Regions from separate parts of the Macaca mulatta genome. Here all the other regions are linked to region 2. A link is a contact called in public Hi-C data. All regions are on one chromosome and are shown on one strand. Each heading gives the region's core, a stretch centred on a gene start, on an enhancer-like site or on the middle of the called end of the contact. The rest is flanking DNA. Distances are from core to core; before and after follow the strand shown. Region 1 holds the start of MRPS16 (mitochondrial ribosomal protein S16). Region 2 holds the start of ECD (ecdysoneless cell cycle regulator). Region 3 holds the start of LOC144331145.

Region 1 (2,975 bases), core at 268-2,767, 93 kb after region 2:
TCCCTAGGAACTCTGTCTCACAGAACTGAGGTCTGAGATCTGACCCAGTGCATGGATGCAAACCATGCTCCTCACTTGCCAAACTCTGTACTGCTTCTCCCCGGCAAGGAGACAGTGGATGTCTACTTCCTAATAATATTCCCCTTACTTTAAAAAAGATAAACTGACAGATGACCATTCAAAACATACTATTCCCATTTTTAGCATAAAATACCAGTCACCCAAAAAGTCTTACAAAGGAGTCCACAAAAGGGGCCTCCAGATTCAAAATGCCAATTAGATCACAACTTCAGCTTCCACTTCAGTCCTGAGCAGTGTAGAGGGAACGAAAATAATTCTTTTTTTTTCTTTGAGATGGAATCTCCCTCTGTTGCCCAGACTGGAGAGCAGTGATGCGCTCTTGGCTCACTGCAACCTCCGACTCCTGGGTTCAAGTGATTCTCCTGCCTCAGCCTCCCCAACAGCTGGGACTACAGGCGTGTGCCACCACGCCCAGCTAATTTTTTTTTTTTAGTAGAGACGAGGTTTCACCACGTTGGCCAGGCTGGTCTCGAACTCTTGACCTTAAGTGATCCACCCGCCTCAGCCTCCCAAAATGCTGAGATTACACGCATGAGCCACCATGCCCCGCCAAAAATCATTCTTATACCCACTGTCCTGGAGCTGACTTCAGTTTAAAATCCCCTCAATAAGGTAAGACCAGAACTGAGTTACCCAGAAGCTTTTCCATAGGCTTAGTGAGGTGGGCCCCGCAGCCAATCCAATGACAGATCCTGTCTAGGTTGAGGGCAACGATTTTTTCTCCATGACTGTTGGGCAATGGATCATAGGATCCCAGCTGCTCTACGAAACGGCCATCCCTGGGACACTTGTTGTGAGCAACCACAATGCGGTAGAAGGGCCGGTTGGTGCAGCCACCCAGGGCAAGGCGGATGGTTAAGTGGCCCCCACGGTAGGACTTGTAGAGGAGAGGACCTGTAGAAAAACAGGTGGTTAGGATACACAAAAAAAAAAACAGCACAGAAAGGGCAAAATGACACAGACAGCACAGTTCCCTTTTTCCACTGAAATGTCTCACTTCCAATCTATTCCTGTCAATTCAGTTTAGATGCTATTCTTCTTTGTGAAACCCCTCTTGGCCACTCCAGCCAGCAATGACCTCCTCCTCATACCCAAACCCACTCGGCATGGGCTTCCCATTCACTAGGCTCTGTGACCTTGTGCGAACCTTAGCTGCTTCAGTGGGGTGGAAATTTTTCACAGGTGATTAAGTGGGGAAAAAACTGAGAGGAGGATCAAATGTAAGGCAGTGTGGCTGCTTCAGGTTCGGGTTGCCTCCATCGCGCCTGGGAGAGCACCGCCCGACCCGGCCCCGAACTCCCGAGCCCCGTGACCGCCCGGTACGTCTCGCGGGGACCCGATGACTCACTGAGGTGGACCATGGCGCCGCCGGCATACGGCTCCTCGGAGCGCCCCGCTACCCGCACGCACCAGCTCTACGGCCTTAGCAAGGCAGAAGACAGACAGAAACAAACTGCAGGCCGCACCACCTAGACGTCCAAACCCCGAAAACCTTGACTCCGGAAGCGGATGGTCCACTCGCCCCGCCTCTTCCGCTTGCCGCCCTACACTTCCCACAATGCAACACGGTGACCCCTAACGTACCTTAAACTGCTGCAAAAGAGACGTTTCTCCTGGTGTCTTGTGGGCGTGACGGTGCGATCCCTCTCAGGCTTCTGAGTCTCTGCTGGAGTCAGAAGTTTTGGGCGAATCCCAGGCGCTCCAAGAGAAATGCTACACCATCCATCCATCTTGCAGGCGTTGCTGCCCAGGCGCAACGCTGAGAAGGCAAATACTAAAGGGCGCTGTCCTTTCCTCGTGGAGCTCACAGTCCGCTGGGGAGACCGTGAGATGACAGCGGAGAAACTAGGGCGATCAATAGTACTCAGTGCAAGGAGAGCGAGCAGAGAAGGCAGACTTAATGCTTGCTGAGGAAGACTTCACAGAGGAGGTAGTGTCAGGGCTGAGACTAGAAGAAGGATTATAAGTGACTAGAGTTTACTTTATCCTTCTCGTTAACTAAAACTAATTTACCTCTCACCTTTCCTCCTATTGTCATCCCACCCCTGTCGAGGCAATCACACCTTAAAAAATAAAGGAGAGGTTATTCCTGCTTTTGCCGTGCTGTGATCCAGGGCAGAGGTGAAGTATAATTTTTTTTTTTTTTTTTTAAACATCTGTAGCCCTAGAATATGGCCTCAGTGATGAGGGAAATGGTGTCTCCTTGGAGCCCTAGTGGTTTAGATCCATGAAGATGCCTGTGAGAAGGTGTCAGTAGTGAGAAGGTGTCAATAGCTCCACCTTCAGCAAAGACCTCTCTATTCAGCTTTTTTCGTTTATTGTTAGTTCCAAAGGGCTAACATGCTCTTTGCCCTAATACAGTGACCCAGCATAGCAGTCTTCCTCCAGGGCCACCTTTGAAAATGATGCCTTAATTCTTGTATTTCAGTTAACTGAACCTGGCCAGAGACCTTAGCACCAGACTTCCTCCAGGAGTGATCCAATAAGCTTTCATCAGAAACCCTAATAATGACCCCATTATACCTTAATTTTATTATATGTATATATATGCCATATAATTATAGCAATTACACTATAGTTATTTATATAACTAAATACCTACATATAATTCAGTATACGTTAACTCCAGAACCACACTGATGAATTTTGAGTTTCATATCTTCGTTTTTTATTGTGACCCAGTTTCTTGTCAACCAGTAAAACATCCAGTAACACAGCCAATGGAAATAAATGAATGGGTCTCTGTTTATGGTGAAGATTCTTTCATTCTCCAGCTGCAGACTTGATATGGTGAAACTCTCTGGGAAGGAAAGGAACTCAAGAGTCCCATACGGAAAATTGTTCAGCTGGAGGGGTATCAGAAAGATGGATTTCCAAAGCCAACTGTTTCCTGT
Region 2 (3,388 bases), core at 2-2,501:
TTGTCCATTTTTGTTTTGGTTGCCTCTGTTTGTGGGGTATTACTCAGGAAATCTTTGCCCACTCCAATGTCCTAGAGAGTTTCCCCAATATTTCCTTTTAGTAGTTTCATAGTTTTAGGGCTTAGATTTAAGTCTCTAATCCATTTTGACTTGATTTTTGTATATGGTGGGAGGTAGTGGGTCTAGTTTCATTCTTCTGCATATGGGTATCAGTTTTCCCAGTACCATTTATTGAAGAGACTATCTTTTCACCAATGTATGTTTTTGGTACCTTTGTTGAAAATGAATTCACTGCAGACATATGGATTTGTTTCTGGGTTCTCTATTCTGTTCCTCTTTTTATGCCAGTGCCCTGCTGTTTTAGTTACTATAACTCTGTTGTATAATCTGAAGTCAGGTAATGTGATTCTTCCAGTTTTGTTCTTTTTGCTCAGGATAGCTTTGGCTATTCTGGGTCTTTTGTGGTTCCATATAAATTTTAGGATCTTTTTTCTATGACTGTGAAGAATGTCATTGGTATTTTGACGGAGGTCACATTGATATTTCTTAATTTCCTAGGGGTTTTCCTTACTTATCTCTTAATTTTCTAAGGGTTTTCCTAAATAAGAGTACTAGTTTATTCTTGCTGCCAGGTGATGCTTGGTAAAGGAAGGAACCGCGGTGGATGCACCACCCTAACTCCACGATTCCAATCTTACTCAGCTTTCTAAGAGATTCATAAGGAACCTACTTCTTCTGTCCAGACACCCACTCACCACAGTCTGGCCAAATCATCATTTTGCCTTTCAACGCAGAGGGACAGACAGTAATTTTACCCATTCACCCCATAACGCCAAACACACCTCATCATGCAGAATTTGGTGTCAGAACTTGAAGGGACTCTATGATCACTACTCAGGTGAATGCCTCACTGTACATATGAGAAAACCCAGAGCACAGAAAGAGAAGCGACTAAGCAGCAGGGGCTTGACTTGGAGTCTAGTGCTCCTTATCCGGTCTAGGCTCCCTCCTGCCATCTAACAAAATGAAGCCAATTTATCTTACGGTTCCAGGGCCTCTCCTGCGCGTCTCTGCTGTGGCACCTTTCCTTAGCCGCCTCTCCGACTCCGAGAGCTGATCGAGAGCTGATCGAGAGCTGCCACAGGCCGCCGAAGCCTAGATCAGGCTCTGTCCCGACGCCTGCCCGGGACCTGTGGCCAGCAGAAATCCTGAAAGCCTGAAACCCGCTCAGTCCCCGGAACCTTGTGTGTCGTCACTGCTGTGCGTCGGTGAGAGCATTCTGCGGGTGCCCGGGTGCCTTCGTCACTTCCGCCCCCGCGGCAAGGCGGGGAGGTCGGAGAACTGGAGAGGTGGGGACACTGGGGAGGTGGCGGCTCGGAGTCTAGGCGACGGGGCAAGACGGGGCCGGTAGGTGGCGGGAGGGGGCCGGGCCGGAGCTGGCGGGAGGGCCAGGCCCGGAGGCCCCCACCCTGGCGTGCCCGCCCCGGCCGCGGCTGAGGAGGAGGAGGAGGAGGAGGATGATCTCCAGATACAGTAGGAAGACGGTGCCACAGAGCTTGGAGCTGTGAGTGGACTGCTCAGCCACCCCAGCCGGGGCGGGCCGCGGGCGCTCTGGGGACCCTCCTTGACCAGTCCTTCGTTCCTTTCCTTTCCCAGGGCTAGGGAGAGATTTTTCTTCGGAATTCTCTCCTCTCTGCCCTGCTGGACGCTGCCCCTTCTTCCTCCATCTCCAGCTGAGGGCGTGTCGCCCTTGGTCTGTAATTCCTGAACTCAGGCACTGGGTCCGCTGAAGCATTTGTAGCATCCGCAGTGCTTCAGGTCCCATTGTTAATGGCCACGATAGCTCGAGAAGTTATTAATAGCTTAATAACTAAGCTATTAAGGCTTAGTTCCTGAGGGCTCCAGGAAAGTGCTCACTTGACACTGTGCAAAGCTATTTACATACATTTGCTCACTCCTATCAATGATATCAGTTTGGGAACATTATTTTGCACATTCTACAGATAAAGATCCCAGAATTAAAGGTTGTAGCATGCCAAAGATCACACAGCTTGAAGGTGGTAGAGCTGAGAGGTACAAACCTGATGTCGATCTGATGCTGAAGCCTGTGGTCATAACCATCACACATACTGCCTCCCCACCTCTGCAATTAAGCACCAGAATCCATAAAGATCAGTTTTGCTTTTGAGACTTTAGAGAGCAAATATTTCTGGCTTTAAAAAGATCCACCCCCACGGCCGGGCGCTGTGGCTCACACTTGTAATCCCAGCACCTTGGGAGGCTGAGGCGGGCGGATCATTTGAGGCCAGGAGTTCGAGACCACCCTGGCCAACATGGCGAAACCCCATCTCTACTAAAAATACAAAAAAAAAAATTGGCCAGGCGTGGTGGCAGGCGCCTGTAATCCCAGCTACTTGGGAGGCTGAGGCAGGAGAATCACTTGAACCTGAGAGGCAGAGGTTGCAGTGAGCGGAGATCACGCCATCGCACTCCAGCCTGGGTGACGAGTGAAACTCTGTCTCTAAATAAATAAATAAATAAATAAATAAATAAATAATAAAAAAGATCCATCCCTTACCCTGATTAAAGTGTTGTATAATAATTTAGAAAGTAATAATAGTGTCAAACATTTATTAATGCTTTACACTTCCAAAAGGGCCTTCACTTTATTTATTTTTTTTTTTTGGAGACATGGTCTTGCTCTGTTGTCCAGGCTGGAGGGCAGTGGTGCAATCCTTGCTCACTGCAGCCTCCACCTATAGGCTCAGATGATCCTCACAATGTAGCCTCCCGAGTAGTTGGGACTACAGGTGCACACCACCACAACTGGCTAATTTAAACAAAATTTTTTTTTGGTAGAGACAGGGTCTCACTATGTTGCCCAGGCTGGTCTCAAACTCCTGGACTCGAACAATTCTCACACCTTGGCCCCCCAAAGTGCTGGCTTGAGCCACCATGCCCAGCTGACTTCACTTTTTGATCTTCTTAACAACTCTGTAAAATGAGTATGATTATCTTCAGCCTCTCAGGAGGTGAAATTATATCAGAAATGTTACACATTTTAAGATTATATAGCCAAAAAACTCAGGAGTTGAGCTTGGGTTTTAACCCCAAATTTCAATTTTTTTTCCTTCATGGAACTATATAATTTTAGCAACCATAAATATATTAATTACATATTAACTATAAGTGAATTTATTAATTAAATATTAACTTTTTCTCTTCATTTAGCTATGTAATTTTAGCAACCATAAATATATTAATTAACTATTAAGCGTTAATATGTATTAAATATTAACTAATTAAATTTAATTAAATGTATTGATTAAATATTGTTAATTATCATACACATACATGATAATTGCAAGCATGATATTTTGAGTCATTC
Region 3 (3,126 bases), core at 535-3,034, 72 kb before region 2:
ATATATCTCACAGGTCAATCAAAGAGCAATAATTATATCCTAGTTGATAACTGGTTACTAAGTAAAATAAAGCATTCCTTCCACAGAAAGGCAGGCTCACAAGCTTTATGGCTGTCCCAGCTCTTGCTGCATCCCTGGAATAAATGCCGTCTGAACTTAATTGCCCTACTGAAAAATACTGCTTTTCAGTATACAACTTCCTCTGCAGTAATAGAAAAAGTTAACGACTGCTTGCCGAAAAGCCAAGATTCATCCCCAACAACCCAGACCACACAGGCAATATAAAACTTTTTTTTTTAATTGTCTTTTGCACTAATTTTTTTTGGCATAATTAAAAGTTGTACACATTTTTCATCTGTTTTACCATCTAAGTTACCAAAACACAAAATGGTCAATGTAATTATCCTTCTACCAAAGTCCTGGTTTTCAGTACTTCAAAATGAAACTCATTTCAAAATGTCAATAAAAACAGCACTACCCATTTAAAAGAGAAATGATCCTTTTCCTAGTTAGTCTATGTAAATCTAAGAGGCATTTGCCATCAGCTATCAAAAACAATGGCAGGACTTAAGGCACAACGTCTCAAAACCAAAACTGACTATGACTTTTATTAAAGGTAAGTGATAAAATCTCTGTTTCCCACATAAAGAAAAAGGCAAAATTTGAAGTTCACGTTTCAGATTCTTAAATTACGCTCACAAGATTAAAAAAAAAATCACGGGGTGTGTATTCACATTTCAAATCAAAACAAAATATAGTTGAGGTTGTTCACGTTCAGCTTCTTGAATACATCCTCTTAGGATACCCATTTTCTCCATAGAAACTTGATTTTAAAAATCCCTTTAAATGTTTAAATTAACTTCCAATGTTCCTGCTTTGCAGACTGAATTTTTCATCTGATTATTTTAGGAAAAGACAAGCCTCATTCATAAGCTATGTCTAAACCTAAAAGGGGAAATACGTTTCTAACCAGAACTTTAAAAAAAGGAGAGTAAAAAATTGATGAAAGAACACTGCTGCCACGTCTTTGCCCCTCCCCCACTTCACGTAGTGGCTATTTCATCCCCTCCGAGTGCATTCCAAGGGAAAGTCCAAGAACCACCGCTCTCGGAGAAACCAGAAACAGTTAAGTGGAAATTGGCAAGTCTCTTTGGCCTTTTAGATCAATTCCTACAAGAGCATCTAGCTGCTTCTTTAACCCTTTTTTTAAAGAAAACAGTGCAAAATTCCAAGAGTCTTCACTCAATCCGGAACGCATAAGATGTTAGCATCTAAACATTGAATTTGTATTCAACAGATTAGATTATTTAGGAGAAAGAGACTCATAGTTATCATACCATCCTTCCTCCCCATTGAAACATACATCCGGGGGCCAGCCATGTAATCCAACTCAAAATCCTCACACAACCATGTAATTTGTTGGACTGATGTGGACTTTTAAAAGCTGCAAATTCTCGGGAGACAGAGCCAGAGAGACACAGAGACAGAGACTGAGAGAAGAGCTCTTATCTCTTTTTTTAAAAAGTTGTGGGGAAGAAGAGGGAAGGAAGCTTCCCTGACGACGAGGTGACCCGAGAGCCTACTTCCTCGGTGCTAGGAGCACAAAACTCGGCGCCCCGGGCTACGTCTGGCTGCTAATACTGCACCGCTGCGCGCAACAGATGAGTTCAGCCGGAACTTTCTGGGGAGGTCCCCCCAGCTCCCGGCGACTTTCGATAGGGCAAAAATGCCTGGCGCGTTTCGGATTCAGCTCCAAGCCTTAAAATCCGCTCTCCACCGCCACTTGCGAACCATCTGCGGCTGTGGCGGTCAAAAACCCACGCCCCGCGCTCGCATTCCCCTTAGCCTCGTTAGGGAGGACCAGGTGCAGGGAAACTTGGAAAAAAAAAAAAATCAACAGGGTGATTCCTCCCCGGGAAGGAAAATTCAAGAAAGTCCTGGTCCCTGGGGCGGGGACTGAGGCTGCAGCAGCCCAAGCGGTCCGAGGCGCACTGAGGACGGAGGTGGAAAGGGGGGCACGAAGGAGCAAGGTCGCCGGGAGTCGCGTGGCGCAGGGAGAGGGGCCGAGTCTCCCGAGGGGAAGGTACCGAGGCTGCTGTGGTAACCTGAGGAACCCCCGGCCCAGAAGTCCCACCACAGCTGGGAGGAATGGATCGCCGCAGCTGTCCAAAAAGGTCCACGGCTGCCCAGTGGCCTCAGCCTCAGTCTCCCGGGTCGAGGGAGCGTCTCACCTGGAAAGTGGGACAGGAGGGCGGCGCGCTCTTCAGTCCCCTGTTGCCTCCACTCGGAGCGGCTACTTCCTGCCCTCAGCCCGCTGGCGGCGCAACTGGGCAGCAGAGGGAGCCCGTTAGCCCTTTTATAACCTCTAGGCCGCGACGGCAGCGCCAGGGAGGAGGCGACTGCAGCCCTCGCTACGTGAGCTCGATCACACCGGCGCTCCGGCGACTGCGCAGGCGCCAAGCTCGGGCCTCCCTGCTGCCCCCACCCGTGGCCGGCCCGTGGAGTCTGAGGCTGAGAGGAGTGGGTGGGACCGGCCGCCGTGGTGTGGGTAAGCGGGCCTGGGATGTAACGCGCCTGCGCAGGGTTCTCGCCCCGCCAGCGTTACCGTAGTTACCACGGGGTTTCCCCGCTCCTGTTCAGTTTGCCTCTTTGATTTCAGGGTCCGCGTCAGGCCTAAGCGACGAGGCCACCAGCCATAAAGTATCTTAAAATTGAGAAGAGGAACGTGGGAGTGTAGAAACTAAAGAAGAATTTTTATAGGGTGGAAAATAATAGAGATTCTGTCTTGGTAGCTCAGCTGTCTTGTCCCTAAAGGCTTTTTGCTTTGCTAAACTCCCTCTCACATCTCAGCACTCATTTTATACTAACCTTGCTCTATCTCCTACCTTTATACCTTATCAGTAGATAATAGACTGAGAGCTCCAGGGTCAGGTTATCTGAATTCAAATCCTGCCTCAGTCCTGTGTGTAACACTAGGCGTTAACAACGTCTCCGTATCCGTTTACTCATCTGTAAAATAGGAATGACGATACTATCCATCTCGTAAGCTTCTTGTGAGAATAAAATGAGGTACGTGCCTCACACACAGAAATGACTTGGTAAATATTAGATTCTCCAGTAACATTA

Evidence for each region. Hi-C and Micro-C count contacts between places; a contact is called where the count stands out from the background.
Region 1: a contact with region 2 is called in a Hi-C map of liver, with 5 times the contacts expected there. The contact joins the promoter of MRPS16 here to the promoter of ECD in region 2. A contact is called at or near these places in 4 of 14 Hi-C or Micro-C datasets (CD4 T cells, blood, fetal cortex germinal zone and 1 more).
Region 3: a contact with region 2 is called in a Hi-C map of liver, with 2.3 times the contacts expected there. The contact joins the promoter of LOC144331145 here to the promoter of ECD in region 2. A contact is called at or near these places in 4 of 14 Hi-C or Micro-C datasets (CD4 T cells, blood, fetal cortex germinal zone and 1 more).

The regions. Positions count from the first base shown.
Region 1 is chr9:76,302,117-76,305,091 of T2T-MMU8v2.0, reverse strand. It overlaps MRPS16 (mitochondrial ribosomal protein S16), which reads right to left and starts at 1,517. Exons shown (of 3, transcript NM_001257904.1): 1 at 1,430-1,517; 2 at 715-975. The coding sequence starts at 1,442. CFAP70 (cilia and flagella associated protein 70) reads right to left here. Exons shown (of 27, transcript XM_077946625.1): 27 at 2,726-2,975. The coding sequence ends at 2,939.
Region 2 is chr9:76,394,221-76,397,608 of T2T-MMU8v2.0, reverse strand. It overlaps ECD (ecdysoneless cell cycle regulator), which reads right to left and starts at 1,251. Exons shown (of 14, transcript NM_001261188.1): 1 at 1,045-1,251. FAM149B1 (family with sequence similarity 149 member B1) reads left to right here and starts at 1,403. Exons shown (of 14, transcript NM_001261753.1): 1 at 1,403-1,564. The coding sequence starts at 1,518.
Region 3 is chr9:76,466,984-76,470,109 of T2T-MMU8v2.0, reverse strand. It overlaps LOC144331145, which reads left to right and starts at 1,784. Exons shown (of 2, transcript XM_077946629.1): 1 at 1,784-2,548. The coding sequence starts at 2,149. The region is part of intron 1 of P4HA1 (prolyl 4-hydroxylase subunit alpha 1); the gene reads right to left.